Linked DNA regions of Capra hircus: region 1 is linked to region 2. The links are chromatin contacts, called in public Hi-C maps. All regions are on one chromosome and are shown on one strand. The core of a region is the stretch at or near the end of the contact, and the rest is flanking DNA. Distances in the headings are between cores, read along the strand shown. Region 1 has its middle 79 kb from the start of CHD2. Region 2 holds the start of CHD2 (chromodomain-helicase-DNA-binding protein 2).

Region 1 (2,700 bases), core at 120-2,619, 79 kb after region 2:
GCTACCCACTCCAGTGTTTTTGCCTGGAGAATCCCAGGGACAGAGAAGCCTGGAGGGCTACAGTCCACAGGGTTGAAAAGAGTCTGACACGACTGAGTGACAAAATGCAAAACATCAGTTACAAACTAGGTGTAGTGCTCTTTTAGGACAAGTAAAGACAAGCTGTTTAATAGTGGTTCTTCCTTGATATTGGCATTCTGAGTGATTTTTTCTTTGTCTTCGTCTGTATTATTTATATTGTGTCAAACATAATTTAAGTAATATAAACTAAAAACGTATCTGAAAAAGTCAAGTGAAGAAGGTACCAAGGTGTACAAATATAATCCCCCCAAACAAACTTCCGTGTCTACAAGAACAAGTTATCTCTGAATTGCTAGGCTACAGGTTCTTTTAATTTCCTTTAAAAAAAAATCAAATTTGCTATTATGAAATATTTAAAACTTTAAAATACATTTTCTCCTTTTAACAGGAAGGCAGTGCTAGTGAAATTCTGGAGGCAAACAACTGAAGGCCCGAGGATGCAAATTCTTGTGCTCCTGAGTAACAGGGGCATTTGCAGAAAAAGTTGCCCAAGTTTGTGTCTGTAACTACAAAAGGAGAAAGAGGAGGCAGCCTCCTTTAGTTGAACAAAGGAAGGATTTGCTCGGAAGAATTTGCATTCTTTTCCCAGGCTCAGGGAAGGGACGGTTCTAACCCCTCCAGGTAAAAAGATCCTTTAAAAACTTCTTCCAGCCCCTTCTGCCAAGTGCTGGACAAGGCCGAAGTGACATCTCTGAAGGCGCGGTTACAAAACAGGAGTGGGTGAAGGGAGATTCTCTCAAATCTCTGGGTTTAAAAAACAAACGAAATCCGCATTTAAGCCTTAAAATACACTAAGCTGTTTTTTTAATCCCCCCCACCCGTTTCCCCGCCCGACCCCATTATACTGTTTCTAGTCTATCAGGTAACAGCAACGCAGTTTTGATCACAGCCCAAGTTTTTAAATCCCCACCAGACTGAGGAAACTGTGAGGGCATCTTCATAGAGAAATTAGTGTCCTTCTGCTTTGTCAGTGTACCAGGGCCCTTTTTACATTCAGAAAATTTTCTTTGAACTCCCAAACCTTTGGGAGGCGAGTTCCATTATTTAAAAACAAAAACAGTCGCTTCCTTTCAACTTGTCGACAGTCTCATAAATTAGCAAGAATCTGAACCTTAACTCTCAAAAACGAGATTTATTTCAAAAACAAGGACTGACGTCTCTCCTTTATTCTAAATATACCACCACAAGCCGAATGGCAGTGTTAACTATTTTTACCCACACTTGGTCTGCTGCGTCAAACTCAAGTAAAACGAAACTGGATGAAGAAAGAAAACGGAGTCGGACCGTTGGCCAGGCAGAGGTAGAAAGACTCCGTATTCCATTTCTAGATCCTTGGACAACTAAGGGGAAACTGCGGGCCTTTATGGAAAGGCCACCCAATGCTCGTTGATTTTGCTTTATTTCCTGCACCGTGTAATTTGCAACCATCCACACCTACATTTTTTATTTCTGAAAACACGTACAAGGTGACATGTAACAGAACTTCGAACTCTGCCACACACTGGCGATCCCAGAACAGCTCCTGTGTGTACAAGTCAAACTCCCACCACGACTGGACAGGGTCGGGAATCTACTTAAAAGTCCAGATTATCTAGGGTCTTTTTTTTTTTTTTTTGCCTCCATCAGAAGGGAAGCAGTGCTAAGCCTCTGAACAAAGGCAGGAAACGGTAACCGAAAATGGTAGCAAAGAGAAGGCGTTTTCACTCAACTAGGACTCCCTGGCTCGATGTGCCGCACTTAATCAGAGGACGAAAACGCCCGGAGAAAGGCGTTTCTGCCGTCCTTGTTGGCAGGGAGCGACAAACGAGGGGACAAATGGAAACGGGCCGCGAATGATAAGCTGGCCGGCGGGCTCATGAGAACGCGCGGCGGTGACTCTGGTCGAGCTGGCGCAGAGTGTGCGCTGGGCCCACGCCCCCGTCTACGTCCGGTCGGGCGACCTCAGACGCTCGAATAGAGGGACCGGGCACCACTTCGCCCACCCCACCCCGCGAACGCCGCCCTTTACGGGACCCGTGGTCTCAGGGGATCCCAACGGACCCCGCCCCCTGCCGCCGCCATCTTGCTGTTTGCCTCCCTCCCGGCCGGCCACGTGGCACTTTCTCTCAGCGGAAGCCGAGGCACCGCCCCAACTTCCGGCCAGACCGGTTCCAGCCGGCCGCGGCCCGCAGACGCGCGGCTGCCCCCTGGCGGCCGGTTGCGCGCCGCGCCGTGCCGCCCCGCCCGACCCGGCCCTCGCCATTCCCTTCCCGGCCCGTCGCACGTATGTGCGCCGCGGCGCGTCCCGGGGGCAGGGCTCCCGATGCACCCCGCCCGGGGCGGGCCCGTCCCCCAGGGGCTTTCGCGTGGGTCCCGGGCATCTTTACACGCAGTTTAAACTGTAAGCTGGTGCGGCCGCAGCCACGAGGTTTTGGCACGCGGTGTCTTGTGTTTCAGGACTTTGAAACCGGAACCTCCCACCTCGCTTTTCCGAAGCGGCTTCTGCCCTCCGTCGGCGCAGAGTCCCAGCGGGGTCCGCCCCGAGCGCGTGCACCGCCCCGCGGGTTCCCGGACGCGGGATGGGGAGCCACGTGCGGGCTAGGGCGCCCCGATTCCGGTGCTCCCGGCTGTCTTCACTTT
Region 2 (2,700 bases), core at 77-2,576:
TTACCTTTTGACTGCTGTAAGAGGCCTTAAGTCACAACTTAACTTTCATAAATTGCTACCAAAAAATTAGGGTGTGGCATATTAGCAATCTCAAGGTCACGCTTTAAAAAACGAACTCAAATTAGTAAAATACTTAAAATAAAACAGACAGCTATCCTTGTCTGTCAAGGTAAACAATGTAAGCTGAGGTTTCCCCAAAAAAAAGAAAAAAGGAAGAAAGTTGATAGCTCATACCTCGATGCATTGCTGTGTAGCGAACTGTCCTCCTCTTGGCTTTTGTCCTTATTTCTCATCATCTTTTAAGTCTTAAATATTAAGGGGGAGGGGGAATCTGTGTTTGCTTTGAAGTCCTGTGCCCAGGTATTTACTGTCAAAAGTTGAAAGAAAGGTAAGGTCCCAGCTTCTATCGATGGCTTTATTATCAGGAACAAAGTCCTGACTATGTAACGATATTGTTATAACACAACGGCGGTAAGCACCAAAAAACAAAGTATTTCTATTTTTTCCTTTAAAAAAGAAAAAACATGATAAACCGAACAGAGGGAATCATCACTATCAATAAGGAAAGTTTCTCAAAGTAACACACTGGATACAAATAACAATCTCTGTATCTTATTGCGTCATCCAGGAATTTCACATATTTACAGAAAATAGAGCAAACTTAAACATGTAAATCTTTTAAATTACCACTAATGATCGTGAACTTACCTGATCCATGTAGTAGGTCCAAAGCAAGAGTCCTATCTAGTAGTAGAAAAATATCAGATCCCAAATAATTAAAAATAAAAACGAAATTCTCCGTTAAAAAGCAAAAAATAAATAATATAATCCTCAAATATGTTAACTGTTCAAAAAAATAAAGCAACAATTAATCCTGAAACGGGTCCGGAAGAAAAAAAACCTCATTAGGAGAGCGCACAAAAATGGAGGTGCGCCATGGCTTCTAAGCTGGAAAAAACAACGACCTGGGCTCTCAGTACGGCTGCTTCTTTCCAACAAGGCACGAAAAGAAAGCTCCCAAAAGCTGCTTTTCTCCCTAAAACAGGTTCGAATCGACCCCAGTAAGTCACTAGGAGAGGCAGGGGGCTGCGGGGGCCCCCTGAGGCTGCCCGAAAGTTAGGGAAAGTTGCGTAAAGTGAGGCGAAGGCAGGGAGCTGAGCGCGCTCTCTCTAAGGCACAGCCGCCATCTAGAGCCTCCTTCCCAGCTCTGAGCTCTGCCTTTGATTGACACTCTCTACATTTACCCCACAACTCAGGTGATGTACCATAGACCCACCCCTTCATCTCCACCAAAAAAAAAAAAAAAAAAAGATCCTCCATCCCAGGGAGCCTAAGGACCCCTACCCCCACCCCTCCCTGCCCCTCCAGACCACCCCATCAGGCGGAGGGGGGAGGGTTTCTTAACCCCCTCTGGCTCAAACACCCTTTTTAAGCCAGAGAGAAATGTAATTTGTTCCTTTTGTCTAAAGATCTGCTAAATATTTCAGTCCTTGAGCTAAAATAACTTCCTCTCTGGACAGGAAGTGGTGTTTTATCAAGCCATTTTGAAAAAGGGATAATTCTTAGGAGAATATAAAGCTCAGCTTAAGTACTAATCTTTTTAAAAACTACCCCCACCATGGTAAAATGGTTTCTAAATAAAAGCAAAACCTCAATTTCATAAATTAAAATTCAAGTTTTGCCTTCCTTATGAAGCCTAAAAATTATCTCAGGATTAAATTTAAGGGGGAATTTTCCATCCCATCTGAAAGGAAGGGGCACAAGAGCGCCTCCCTAGTGTTCAGTTGCATTAGGGCAAAAATTAACGCAACTAGTTTTTATTCAAAAATCTCAACTTTTCTTTGTATTTTCACAAGATTCTTTAACCCATTATACAACCTTGCCAAAACCATACCCCAAAAATTCTCATACCATACTGATTCAGGCAAAAACAATGTCATTAAATTCAAGAGCATGAAACTACCAATGAAAAAACAAACCCAAGAAACTCCACCTCCAAAACCGACACATGTATTTCAACCATCCCCTTGTATTCCAAATCAAATTCTAAGTATATGCCCATTTCAACAATGATAAACTAGTAACAATCTGTCATATCTGATGGAAAAGTTACCAAAGTAATATCACAGGGCAAGCTCTCCTACATATCAAAACCATGACATCTACAGAAACAAAATCACTAATGCCAAAACCAAATTATTCAACTTTCTCAACAAGCACCCCAAGAAAACATTCACACATACAAAAATAATCAACTTTCCTATTCAGCGTTATCTGCCAGAACACCACCCTTCCCTCACTGAGAAGCCAACTTTAGATTTATACTCAACAAAAGCAATAATTTGCACCCGGGTAAATGTAAAATCCATAACCAAAACCCAGTCTCAATTCCACAGTTTCTACAAAAGATAATTTTGTACCAAAATCAAAATCCAAAATTCCACTTTTGATTTATATAAACCAACCAACTCAAATCAGCCAATGAGAATGAATACAACATTTCTATTGATCACTGACTTGTGTATCCTGGTATTTGACATTAATTACAAACATGGTGTGATTAACATTTTCTCACCAAAACAAAAGCTGAACTATCATTTGTTCTCTATATAATGGGAAAATATAATCAAAAACTCATTCATCCAAGTCTGCCACATTCCATGATAGTAACTGAAAATAATTTTAAGTGATTATCGATGA

The links. A called contact is a pair of places that touch in the nucleus more often than the background predicts.
Region 1: a contact with region 2 is called in a Hi-C map of blood, with 6 times the contacts expected there. The contact joins the enhancer-like site here to the promoter of CHD2 in region 2. A contact is called at or near these places in 3 of 5 Hi-C or Micro-C datasets (blood and liver).

Annotation. Positions count from the first base shown.
Region 1 is chr21:13,496,707-13,499,406 of ARS1.2, forward strand. No RefSeq gene overlaps it. Among named protein-coding and RNA genes, the nearest start is that of CHD2, 79 kb to the left of the region's middle. Within about 2 kb of position 1,370, at least 5 of the 5 cell types and tissues checked have an H3K27ac peak or open chromatin away from gene starts, as enhancers often do.
Region 2 is chr21:13,417,426-13,420,125 of ARS1.2, forward strand. It overlaps CHD2 (chromodomain-helicase-DNA-binding protein 2), which reads right to left and starts at 1,327. Exons shown (of 39, transcript XM_018065977.1): 1 at 709-1,327; 2 at 235-367. The coding sequence starts at 296.